Regions from separate parts of the Drosophila melanogaster genome. Here region 2 is linked to region 1. A link is a contact called in public Hi-C data. All regions are on one chromosome and are shown on one strand. The core of a region is the stretch at or near the end of the contact, and the rest is flanking DNA. Distances in the headings are between cores, read along the strand shown.

Region 1 (7,205 bases), core at 808-3,307:
TGCAAATTCCAATGCTCTGTCTGGCTCACAGTGCGTATACGCGACGGGCTGAAATGCTACAGGGGCGTAAAGGACCAGTTGGTCCGATGCACGGTCAGTTGGCCATTAAACAGATTACATGTTTGGCCACTGATTCACTGCCACTAAGAGGCGCTTAAACCCGGCGACAACAACAAACTGCCGCGATAACAACTGCAATCAGCGCGTATTACACAGAGAAAAATATATGCGCGACATTCCATATATTGGTTATCTATTAATGTAACGTAATATATGTATGTATTTTTTTGGAGATAACTCATATTCATATATTCATATTCGTAAAATAACTTTGCAGTTGATTCGAAGAAATAAAAATTTTTTTGACATCATTGCGCTATTGAATGAAATTGCTTTTAGTAGATAACCTTATGTTATAGGCAAAACATTTTTCTCAGTGTCTGAGACGCAGGCCGGCTTCGGAGTTGGAAAAAAAATGGCCAGACAAACACATCGCCGGCCAAATGGATGCACAGGCATGCCGGCGAAGGCAGTTCAAGTGCACATGGCCAACATGAGCTGCGATGCTGCGATGCTGTGATGCTGCTTGAATAAACAATTGGCGGGCTTTGGGCAGTCGGCGTGCAAACAACGCGACTCTTGTGGCAGAAAATGGTCGAGGGGGGGGGGGTGTTTGGGGAATACCCCCATCCAAAAGGGGAAGGGCCGGGTGGAGACAACACGTTGCAAGTTCGATAAATGGCCGGCTCTTTAAAATAAAGTTTGCTTGCAATGGCTTTCTGATAAGGCTGACAAAATTACGCATACGCCGCATGTGCCCGCGTCGCAGTCGACGTCGACGGCGCTCTCTTTCTCTGCCAACACACACACGCGCTCTCTCTCTCTCTCTCTTTCTCTCTGGCTCTTTTCCTCTCTCAATTTTTTTTTGCCCAACAACTTGTATGAATGTGTTTTCAGTTTTTCCGGCTTTTTTGAGTTTTGAGCCTTTCGAGCCTTTTGCGATTCAACTATATCAACTGCTTTTCAATTTATTTATAGAATTTCAAATGAGGCGCCGGTGCGTAGTTGTTGCTGGAAAATTATGCTTAGTTTTATTACGTATAAATAATTAAGACGGCCAACTTGCCACAGCACATGTGGGACCAGGGGCATGTGTTCACTATGTTTTCCCGCCCCTCCAAAAATTTGTCGACTTCTTCGCACTTGTAGCCTTATCACTTTCCTATGGCCCACGTACCTTTCAAAGCCGCTTGGGAACTAATTTGCGCTGCTGTCCTGCCCGCTTTCCCTTGCCAAAGTTAAACGAAAGTGTTGCCCCGTATGGTTCGTCTCTCCAGTTGGCCCTATTTATAGCCAAGTGGTCGGTGCAAAGACGACAGCAGGGAGAAGTCGGAAAATGCTGAAGCCATAAGCACCTGCAGTCGCTGCACCTTGCAGCGGAAAATTGCCGCTTTGATTTGGCTTGCAGGAAATTCGCGTTACTGGAAATATTGTTCATAAAACGGTTTATGATATCATGTATACCGCCAGTTATATCGAGTGAGAATCATAAATTCTAGAAATTCAAATTTCTTTGAAAAGAAACTAAGAATAATGCTTATCAGTTTTTTGTTGAAAATATTGTTTTCGGAAGTACAACTATCGTTGGTTTTTTGTTAAATATAATTAATTCAATTTAATTTCATTTCATTTCCGCAATTTTGCTCATCGTACACAACGTTTAGGATACTCGTAGAAAGTCAATTAAATTCGTTCAGTTTGCACCTCAAATATTGGCTCAGCAAAACAAAATTGCACTAGCTGTTTACTAAATCGAAAACTCGATTTAAATTCATTTAAATTTAAAAGTTATCTACCATTTCGAGTGCCTTAAAACAATGCTTTTAATTGCATTTCGAATTTCGCGTTCCATTAGTATCTGTATAGGTATCAGCGACAAAAGTATCTGCCAAAATGTATTTACCATAGACGGCAAACGGTAGCATTTTGATTTCGGCATTCTCCCGCTGCCGACTGCGCTGCCAGCTGCTCTGCCGGCTGCCAGCTTTTCAGGCCTCAGTCTCAGTCTCAGTCTGAACGCTGAACGGAGCGCATCGCAGGGCACCCACACGCGAATTGAGTGCCGGCCACAACGAAGCGTGCTCCCCTGCGAAACGAAAAACATACAACTCGCGAATTTGCCGGCTGAGATTGGTACACTGCGAAATAAAACGAGATTGTGCGTTAAATGAAAGAAGAAAAAAAAAACGTAGCTTGAAAATATTAAAAATATTCATAGAAAAAGTGCATTAAAAATACAATTTTAAAGCGTTTTAAATAAACTCGTAGACTTCAGCGTACTAAAACCAAACACACTGAACAAATTGTGCTAATAAACATACATTTTAAGAGTCGTAAACAATTTTAATCAACAAAAAGTCACATAATTTATATTTCATATTAATGTCAATTATTTTTGATAAAGCTTTTGATGTAGAGGCAAACTTTTAATGAACGCAAAATATATACCGCTTCGATTTCTTTCTTAAAACATTTCAGACAAGCAAACCGTGAATCTTGAACACTCATTTTTTATGAAAAAAAGACAAATTAAATTTTCAGTGCACTTTTGATTGCGAAACTTAGTTGTCCCCCACAGCCGATCGGTCCACTTTGTGTTTTGTGTTCAGAAATCCTTCGGGCTGCCTTTGTGGCTCCTGCTTTGTGCCATTATTGGATTGGACAATGACTGGCCAATGTCAATGCCATCTCGAATGACCAATCATTGTCTGCCCATTTGGTCACTTCCATTGATCTTCCCCAAGTACACCCCTTTATAAATCCCCGTTTTGTTCCCCCGTTTTGTGTAGTGTAGTGAATTACAAGAACGGAATAACCGAGAGTATATATATAGAAAAGGAAGCCGGGGCTCAAAAGAAAAGTGTCCGAAGGCTTTGTGAAAAGTGTCCTGCTGCTGGAAACTGTCGCCCGAAACTATGCAGCAGTGAAAAAGGCCCACTTCCGCCAGGAAATACGTGGAAATATTCAGTGCCATTCAGCTGGAGACTGAGGTAAGTCCGCCCAACTATTTTTAAGCGATTACCCTTTGATGGTCACGTAAATGGGTGTACGTCCAAAAATTCCATATTGCCCAACAAATCCACTTGAAGTCGGACATTCGTAATGATAATTGCAAGTGCGGGAAATGCATTTTCGCTTGTGGTAATCTCGGCCAACGATTAGCTTTGCTTTTATTTACTTATTAAATAACATTTAGTTTTTCTCCATTTCTGCCGATATCATAATCGACCCATTCATGACGACAAACAAAATAGCCGACAAACAAACAAAGCAAAAACAACGGCAATGAACTGAAAATTAACTATGCATATTTGCGCAGCTCATTAATAAATATAACTAAGAGTCTATTGGTTTAAAAGAAGAAGCAATATTCGGCTTTTGGTTTGCCCTTGACGGATTTATTTGGCCATCTGTTGGCTCAAATATTGGCAGTATGTCTGCAATCTTGATTTAAAATCATACAAAATGTTTGCACATTATATTCACGTTTAAGGGTACTGACTTACGGATAAGTCAGCACTTCTGAAAATAACTATTGATTTGCTTACATAAAAGGAAATATAAAGGGTTATAATGCTAAAGAAAACCAACAACTCATTCTAATTTATGCCTAAAGAAAAGAACATTTAAATGTTTCTATTGCTGCAAAGTTTCTTTTAAAGTTTTCCCTATACCATCTGCAGTTTTTCTTTGCCTATCTTTATATTTTTTTTTTAGCTTCAATATTTTGTCGGCATTAGGAGTTCCCACATTAATGATCTTTCAACAGCATTATGTCGATGAAGTCTGCGATGGAGCAGCGGAAATTGAAGCTGTCGACGGGGCTAGTCAATAAGTCAACTTATTCGCCTGCGAATTTCGCGATTTATGGGGCCCAGCTTTATATATAAATACATACCTAAAGCGCGATAATTGCATATTGCAATCATGTCGAAATAAACTTGTAATTATTGCATATAAATCTTGAGTGAGAGCTGTCGCATGACTGCGAATCTATAATTATTCCATGGGTGGCTTCTGTGACAGTTTGAGTTTTCTGGTGAAATATTTGAAATATATTGAAGCATGAAGTGCATCCAAATTGCATCAGTTACAGGAAAAAATTTGACCTCCCTAAGTAATTGGTTTTTTGAAGACTTATTGCTTAATGGTAACGCACTGCATGATATGCATGGAAAATGTTGTATTTAAATTTTAAGATATTCAATCATTGAACTTTGAGAATATTCTAGTTTTTTTTGAATTTTTACCCACCGGTATCAAGTACGATTTTTTTTCATTTCCATGCGGACTGACCTAGCTTGTCCTAATTAAATGACAAATGCCCCGAATTTGGCAGGGAAAAAAGTTGTGACAGCAAACATTTTTGCCGCACATTTGTGTTAACATTCGTGGGCTTGACTGTTGAAAGTTTCCCCTTTTGTTGCGATTTTGTTGCCACTGTGTGACGACTCTAATTCACGGCAACAGCAACCGGCAGCGACAACTGGCCGAAAAGCAAATGTACTTTGATGTAATACACATAAACATTTGCAAAGGGGGTAATGTCAGCAGTATAAGTTACAAAAAACTCGGCAAAACAAGAGGAAAAAAATATGCCTAAAAATATGGTAGTAGGCTTCGTTGATGAAACTAGAACAATGTGTGCCATTTTGAGATTCCGTAGCGAAAACAAATATAAATCTTCATGAGTCAGTCGCAGCGAAACAAGTACGACTTTTCACTAAAAAAGCAATAAATGCAAACATGTAGAAATTAATTAAAATTGGCTACAAATTTGCATGTGACCCCCACACACCCACACCCCTCGATGTCGTCATATTTTTTTGTTTTTTGTTGCCACTTTGCAGTGACTCAGGCATAAAAGTGAGTGAACAATCGCCGATGTGATAACTGGAGGAACTTACGTCTCAATTAGGTCACTTGTGAATGGTAGTGCGCGATTTTCGTTCGATTCGCGCACTTGCAAAATATTTAAATTAGAAACATGCCCAGTATCCGCACAACTTGTTGCCTCATAAATGCCGCATACTCGCATCTCATCATAATATTGTTTAATGAAAGCAGACAGTTGGCGTTGAAAGACTAAGAGGGTCCCTCGGTAAGCAGCTGTCTGTCTGCAAGTCATGATGCACTTGAAAAAAAAAATATTTGAAAAATAAATACCTTTTAGGCAGAAAGTATATATTGACATATATCAAATTTAATGAAATTTATTCCAGATATTGATTCGTATTCATAAAATCTTTTGTTTTGATATTCGTTAATCATAATTTTTTCTCAGTGCATAACCGTAGTAAACTACTAAATCAAGTAGCCAAGCAGCTCCAAAGGTAACAAAATTAACAAAATATATGCCGCAAAATAAATAGCCAGAAGACGAACAGGTTTGCGGCATTAACGCGGCCTTACACTCAGATTGACTTTCCGTTGCCAAGATGTTAAGATGTTAATGCTGAAATGCCGAGATGCAGATGCATTTGCATCCCACAGATTCATGTTTGGGCTCCAAGTGAAAATACGTGTCCGTGTTTACATAAATATTAGCTAGGCAAGTGTTGCGCATAATTGTTGTGAAAGATTGGCGTGAATTATTTGCGGTGGGCGTGGCATGCGGGCATTGGGATTAGTCTAATCAGCGATTTGCATTTGAGGTTACTTTCCCACGATACCCAGGCCAAAGTGTCGCATTTTTTTGATAACGTTAATATTGCATTTACATTTTGTGCATTCTCGGAATAAAATCGCCTGCAATTTCAGTGAATCAACATTAATTCGCTGACCTTGCCATTAAATATTTTATCGTTGCTTGTGTTCCGCTTTTTTTTCGGAACTTGTTGTCATTGTTTATAAATGCAGGACAATGGCCATTGTCTCCTGTTGTTTATGCCTACGAATTGAAAATACATAAACAAAGACATTGTCTTTGATCAAAATTCTCAGTGATTGTAGTGCACTTTCGTCACCTGCGAAAGACATTTGGATATTTCCCGCTTTAATTGCGCCTTCTAATTGTCCGTGTACGATGGCAATCTGTAGTTAAATCATGTCAATTTAATTTATGCAAAACGCTTAGCGCCGTCACCTGAGCTTGGCGCCTCTGAATCAGTTTTTTTTTTTCGATCGATTCCCCGTGTTAACAATAATTGCCGGCCGCTGCCTTTGAACGCGTGCGCAACGCAAGCCGTTTAATCTGAATTTGCTCACTCAATGTGGGCTGGAATATATATTATATGTATATATATATTCATTTTCGGCCACTATCTGATCGATCGAAAGACAATTAGCCAAATAAGTCGACGGGCAGCAGAGAGATCGTACCCGTGCCGGCGTCTTAATTAATTGGCATTCATTGTGTGTGCCGGCGACTTGATGCGATGCCAAGTTGGCAGCGATTATCCGCCTCGATTGTCGCGGCAAAGAAGTTATGCAAAAACGCAGTGCACTGAGAGAAATTGCACGAAATTAGGTTAGATTTTGCATTCAAATGGCAGCAATAAAGCACTGAAAAGAAGGCGAATGTTAAAGGAAAGAAGCTTGAAAAAAAAACTAAATTGAAGTAACTAAAATTTAATTGTACTGTAGTTATATTATATATATGTATTAGAATAATAATAACAATCCTAACACATCTAACATACCGGGTTCGAAAAATATCTTTCTGTGCCATTTATCATAAATCTCGAATGATTTTTTATCAGATCGTTTGGATTTGGAGTCTGGTTTCCATCGGATTGCGGTTGTCCTCCAGTCGGCGATTTTTTTTTCCAACTTCTCATTCGACAATTTATGCACACTTTGGAAATTGAAATTCATGCATACTCATTGGCTAGACGTAAATTTTTTGACGTAATGGGAATTACTTTACATATTACGACTAAATTTGCTTCGAAGTTTGAGTGCAATTACTGAACATATTTATTCTCGATCAGTGGAAACTAGTTCTCCGTCTAACGATGTTAGTTCTCAGCCATGATTTGAATTTCTAAATAAAATACGGCGAAACATGAACAAACATAAATTACTCTAATAAATGGTTTATTTATGCCACACGTGCCATAGGAAAGTTTGCGATATCAGAAGCAATAAGAAAAACGAAATATGCTTTGGTTTTATCAGGCAATTTTTGTGCGACAAAAGTTTTG
Region 2 (6,229 bases), core at 2,222-4,721, 160 kb after region 1:
GGGGCGGTCTTGACCATTGACCAGCAACGCTCAGAGTTGAGCTTGACTGGAGGCAATCCATAAAGCCGAGCCAAAGCCATGAAAGCACACCGCAAAAAATGTATGCCTTATCAACGTAATTCTCAGTAATGCTAAACTCAAATCGATATATATGGCTAAGTAATGACTTTCAATATATTTTTAGACTTTTAATTACTTTGATATGATAACAATATACTCTCACTGTAGATAAGTGTCTGTATTTTCGATATAAGAAAAGTGAACTGTAGATATACATACAACCAAACCATTAGAATAGAACACCCATACAAATTCAATTTTTTCTCGCAGTGCATGCAACGCCGAAAGCGGCACAGACAAAGCGAATGGAATGGAAAGCATCTGGAGACGCCTGAAAGTCTCGCCTGAGAGCCTCGCTCATTGTCAACGCGCGTCTCGAGTGTGTCTTGGCAAGGTTCCAGTCCAGGCCGGGTTTTCGTCTCCAGAAGCGTTCTCTCAAGGCATAAACCTCTGAAATGGTATAGCCGAATGGCCATTGTCTGGAGAAAGACGAGATGATGAGGCTGCAGCTTGAATTCAGCTCTGTTTGCCCTCGTTTATCGTGTTTCCATGGGGTTGCCAAATCACAAACGAGGCGAATCTGGCCATTCAACTGACCTTGAAAACCAACCCAGACATGTGTTCGCTTATGAGTCCGTTACTGATTATAAACAATGCAACATTTGAACAAGGGGTACCAAGCGGAGTGTGGTGTGTCGCCAAAAACAGGCTCAAATCAGTGAGCTGCTAAATTTCGCACACTTCAAAAACTTGTTTATCATAAATTACGGCCATTGTTATTGAGATACCCGCTAATCGGGCACATTTGTATATGTATATCAGGGGAAACACATTGAAAATGCAATGTGTTATTATCTTTTGGGATAGGGGGCAGGCCAGCCAAAGTGGTAAGAAGTGCTAAAGCTGAAAAGTGCTGATAACTCCTATCGCCAATTGGTGTGTGGGAAAGCGAAATGTGTCACACGATTTGTTCGACGAGTGGAAAGTACAAGAACGGTGGCTTGCTTGCTTCTAGCGGCTCTTGCACCGGAAACTGCACTAATTGATGCTTAATTAGCGATTTCCTCAGCTCACTCTCCATTACGACATCCCCCACTTCAAGTCGCCAAGTTGTCGCATTATGGAGTAACGGCTAACATGTCCGCTGCTCCATCAACCGGGGCGCTTATGAATATGGTAAACGCCATTTAAGCAGGCCGGAAAAATGGTAGCATATACCAATTATTAATTCAAGGAAATGGGAATCGATTGAGCACATTGATACTATTTACTTGACAAATGTATATACTTTTCTAAGTAAACTTAAAACGCAATTGCTTGCCTAAATCCATGCAAACATTAAGTATTACCAAACTTTTTAAGCAAAAAGTTTGGTTTTTGCTACATTTCCCTTTGTATCTTTAATGCAAAAACGTCATGCTGACCTCCATTTTGCAGCATAACTTTTTGCAGTGTGTCAAGTTGTGACTGTTTGACTGACTGAGTGACGGACTGACATTAAATTGCACTCTTCCTGATTGCTTCGTCGCTTCAAAATCGATTATCGCCGAAGTCATGCAACTGAAATTATATTCACCGCTTGCCACATCCATATATGTATGTACATATGTACATACGTATATACGCTTTTACATACAAAGTTAACGCTGCATAATGAAGCGGACTACGTGGCTAGGATACAAAATCCGGAAGCCCCTCAGTCCGGCGGTCCTGACCTTTTTAATTTCAGCTAAAAACCAAAGCCGCACGACGCCAACACACCTCTGACCCACCACAACCACCCTCTCGCCCACACGACGATGTGGCTTCAACATAAGACGCAGCTCATATTCGATAACCACTTTCTACCCGCCAATGAGTTACAGTGGAGATTGGGTAAGCTTAACTTTTATCCTGATACAAAAAACAAAATATTTGCTTAAATTTGGCTTGTTACATAAGCAAAACTTTCATTTTCTTCGTAAAGAAAATTAATTGTACTTAAATGCTATGGAAAAACTATAAAATTTTACACGTAAGAGCCATTTGCCTTTCCCCCATATCCCACATCCATTATAAAAAAATATAAAAAGGACATTAAGATTTGTTAATCGATTTCAATTTAAAACTGACATTAACAAACAAAAAAACGATGTATCAGTTGGTATTAGTAAACTTTCTAAGACCAAGTGAAGGCAATTTCTAATCAGTTTGTGCTCAAAGCGATATTCTCTGCAATTTAACTTAGAACTCGCAGAATGTTCTACTTAGTGGCGTTCCACTGTAGCTACTCACCCACGGAGCTGGAGTTGAAGGAGGAAAACTGTGCCAGCGGTTGAGGAGGTTGAGGCTGCTGCTGGAGTTTCGTTCGTTGATTCGCTCGTTTGCTGTTTTGTTTGTTTGTTTGTCGGATTGTTGCTGTCTTTGTCGCTCAGTTGTTGTTCCTTTGGTGGGCGACGATGGAAATGTCAGAGGGTCGCGGTATTGGTATTACGGCCTCCCAGGGCATTCTCTTTTCGCTTGAGTTTTGATTTTTTTTTTTGCTTTGCCTGATAATTCTATTATTGCTCTCGCTCTCTTGGGGGGGAGTGCAAAATAATGGATGGCAATTCGCGGACGGAAATTTGCGAATTTAGCGCGTCGCTTCAATTTTGTGCAAATTGAATGCACAAACACTGAGAAGTGGAGAGAAATTACTAACTTCGGCGTTCTCCCTGTCTCCCACACACACACATACACGTGCACGCGCGAAATTTCGTGACAGCTGCAGCTGGAGAAGAAGAAGAGCATGAATGATCGCTCAAGGACTCGGTATCGTCCTGCCGTTTCCTCTCTCTCTTTCTCTCTCTGGTTCACTTCCTTTTGTTGTTCCGTTTACCTAACACAACGGCTTATTTGTATTGTCAGGACCAACTCACACACACGCACATACACGTACACTAGCGCACTGCAGCTGAGCCCAAAGGAAAAATCGATGATGAATCTGCGAATTAAAAGTCTATAGCCGCACATCGATTAATCTGCAGCTGAAGCGAGTCGCTTTAATTTAGTTTTTCAGCCTTGTTTTTGCTGCTTACGAGGAAAAAGACAGCAAGGCTTCGTTGAAAAACCCGTTCGGCGCGCAGGAAAGTCGGAAAAACGAAAATCGTATAGCGGCTTGGTAACAAAACGCGCCCACTCGCGGAAAACAACAAGTTTAAATATTAATTAAATCGATTTATATTTACTAAATCATAATATACATCGCTATTACTTCATGTAGGCGAGCAGAAGCACACTCCACGTCGAATTTATTGTTCGTTTGCTTAAAAAATCAGTTTCAATTGCCGCAACTCCGTTGGCATTAAAGTTATAACGATGTTTCTTTAATAATATTTTTTAATGGTAACCGAAAAAACAGCGCGCGCTGCTGCGCTCTCCCGAAAAATTACAGAGAGAATGCGTTGCGAGCTGCTTATATAGATTTTTAAAATATCAGAGAAACCAAATGATGGTAATGTAAAAATACCAAAGCCGGGAAATCGCGTTTTAACAGTCTGTTAACAGTCTGGCGTATCACACTGTTAATTCTCTTCAGCGGTTAAATGTATCTATTGGATGCGCCAAATATATCTTATCCATATTAACAGCTATTTTGATTAAGAAAACTTAGACTCGTTTAGTTTTATTTAAAATTTTTTAATAGTTTTGAATTATTATACCTTTTGTCGATTTTTAAATATAAGTAAACGTAAGGAATGATTTTAACCGCTTGTGGTTAAGACTGCATATTTTGGCGGGCACAATTCAAAAGCAATCATGAAAATACCACAATAAAAATACTAGTCTCAAGCGGTAATGTCTTATACGTAGTCTTATACCTTAAAATTAAATAGCAGTTCTGTAAAATATTTAACCGTTTAGTATTTCTAAAATAATGTGCTAAACCTGATTTATGCAATTATTAAGATCCCAAAACATTTTCAAAAAATTGTGTAAATTTCTTAATACTTTATATTCTTAAAATTTTCGATGATTTAAAACGATAAAATAATTGTTTTAAAATTACACACTTGGACGAAATTCAAAATTAAAATTATATCAAAATAATGTCATATTTCACAAAATCGTAAAAAATAATAAAAGGTATGCTTATAAAAATACGCAGAATATTTATAATGCATATAATATGCAGAAATACAAAAGTAAGAAGAATTTCGCAAAAATATGAAATATGTTTGAGGTTACGTTCGGCAATGAAATTATGTAACATTAAAAACACGTGATCAATGGAAGTAATTTCCCAAAAACCCATGAATGCGATTTGGTTAAAAATAGCTCAGATGACGTCACATTTATCGTGTGGTTTGTATGAGTATGTGACTGATAAAGAAAGGCAAATGTTTACAGTCCGAAAGTCGCGATTAGCTTGGCGCCAAAGTTGCCTATAAAAGCTCATCGACCGAATGCCGCAGAAGCCAGTCAAATTCAAGTGTTCAAGTGAAGCAGTCGAAACATAAGCAACAGATTCCGCAGCAGTTATATCCAGTTCAGAGAAACAGTAGTTAATCAGTAATTAAAGTGTTGAGTGAATTTCTTATCGGGTCAGTTGTAAACTAGTGCAAAAATGTCGCAATCCGATAACGTGGCACGTGAGCAAACTGCGGCAAATGCAGGGCCGGATGCATGTCAAGGATGCCGCGGCCAATTGCCAAATGCCACGCCCGTGGAAGTCGAGGACATGGCCTTGCCGTCGATGGAGCGTCTCATTCGAAAGGCCAACATGGCCCAGAAAATGCTGAACGATGTGATGAAACAGATCCAGAAGCAGCAGCAGCAGGAATCTCAACTCTCCATCAAGGAGACCAAGTCCAAGCACCGCAGCTCCGATGGAGGTAAACGACGACACAGAGGACGCAAACATCATAGTCATAGTCATCACACTAGCTCATCTTCCAGTTCCAGTTCCGACCACAGTGACTGCGAGCTGATCCTGGCGGAGAAGGAGGGGCACATGCCGCGGAGAAGACACACGCGAGATGACCGCAAGCGGGATCGTTCCCGGTCTCGCGGTCGCTCCCGTGGTCACTCGCGTGGTCGTTCTCATGGGCGTTCTCGTTCCAGGTCCTACACCGATTCCCGACGATCTCGAGCACTACCCCTGGCTCTGCCCGTTCGGATTTCAGTGTGAGTATCTGGCTTCATTCAGTATTATTCAATATTCATTTTATATATTAAGTGCGCATAAAAAAACCAAAAAAAAAAAAATAATAAAATATATAAAATATGAAAAAAATATTCAAATGAATTCTTTTTAATGGAGGGTGGGCTTATCTTTATTTTGGGTGCAAATAATACATACTGTTCAGGTATTCAAGATAATAAGTTACATTCGTTGATGAAATGCTGATTTAATTTAGCATTCATATTTACCAAAGTTGTGAAATATTTGAACCATTTTTCTGAGAAAATAAAGTTCAAAGTTTTGGAACTGTAAAAAGAAGTTTTTATCTTACCTCCATCAGCCGATTAACAAATAAACAATCGTTTGTTATTTTTAAATATTTCTTATATTTTTTAAATGCCGTTTGTTTTTACATTAATAGTTTTTATTTTGTAGTTGTTGTGCTAATTATATGTTAAACATAAAAATTGTTTCTCCCTCTCGTATAATTACTCGGTTTGTTCTCGTTTTGATTGTGATCTATTAAGTTAATTTCATCTTTTGATTTGTAGACTTTGCTGTGAGTTTGCTCCTTGCAGTCGCAACTTTTCTGTTGTTCTTAATAAATTCGTAAAATTCGATGTTAAATGTAATAAACCATTTCATTGCTTCGTACAAATAAATGCATATAAAAACCGACTAAAATCGCGTTAATCGCTATATAAACAAAGAGTGCTGCTGGCTCGTAAATTTTCGATTTTGTTTTTTGCTTTTATTTCAAATGAGACACTAAAGAATTATGCTGTCTGGCTCGGGTTGGAATAAATTTTACCCAAGTGAACACCTTAATCTGCGACTTTATTTTGTGATTTCTGTGGCTCTAATTGGTATGTTCATATTTAGTGGCTGCTATTTACTCGCTTTTCATGGCTTGCATTATTTATTGTATATCCGTAATTTAAGAGAGCTTTGTCTAAAAACAAATTTTGGCACATGGTTTCCGAAATGGGTTCAATTCGTCCCTCTGATCCTCCTTCTAATCCTCAT

Evidence for each region. A called contact is a pair of places that touch in the nucleus more often than the background predicts.
Region 2: a Hi-C map of the Kc167 cell line shows a contact between it and region 1, with 10 times the contacts expected there. A contact is called at or near these places in 4 of 107 Hi-C or Micro-C datasets (the Kc167 cell line, cellular blastoderm embryo, embryo and 1 more) and 1 of 7 datasets of targeted methods (the Kc167 cell line).

The regions. Positions count from the first base shown.
Region 1 is chr3L:6,996,786-7,003,990 of dm6, forward strand. Mp (Multiplexin) reads left to right here and starts at 2,058. Exons shown (of 20, transcript NM_001300033.1): 1 at 2,058-2,218; 2 at 2,850-3,050.
Region 2 is chr3L:7,153,602-7,159,830 of dm6, forward strand. It overlaps corn (cornetto), which reads right to left and starts at 3,472. Exons shown (of 8, transcript NM_168193.3): 1 at 2,335-3,472. It overlaps CG8620, which reads left to right and starts at 4,498. Exons shown (of 2, transcript NM_144196.2): 1 at 4,498-4,913; 2 at 4,978-5,273. The coding sequence starts at 4,646. The coding sequence ends at 5,009. It overlaps Dscam2 (Down syndrome cell adhesion molecule 2), which reads right to left. Exons shown (of 21, transcript NM_168196.4): 21 at 5,598-6,229.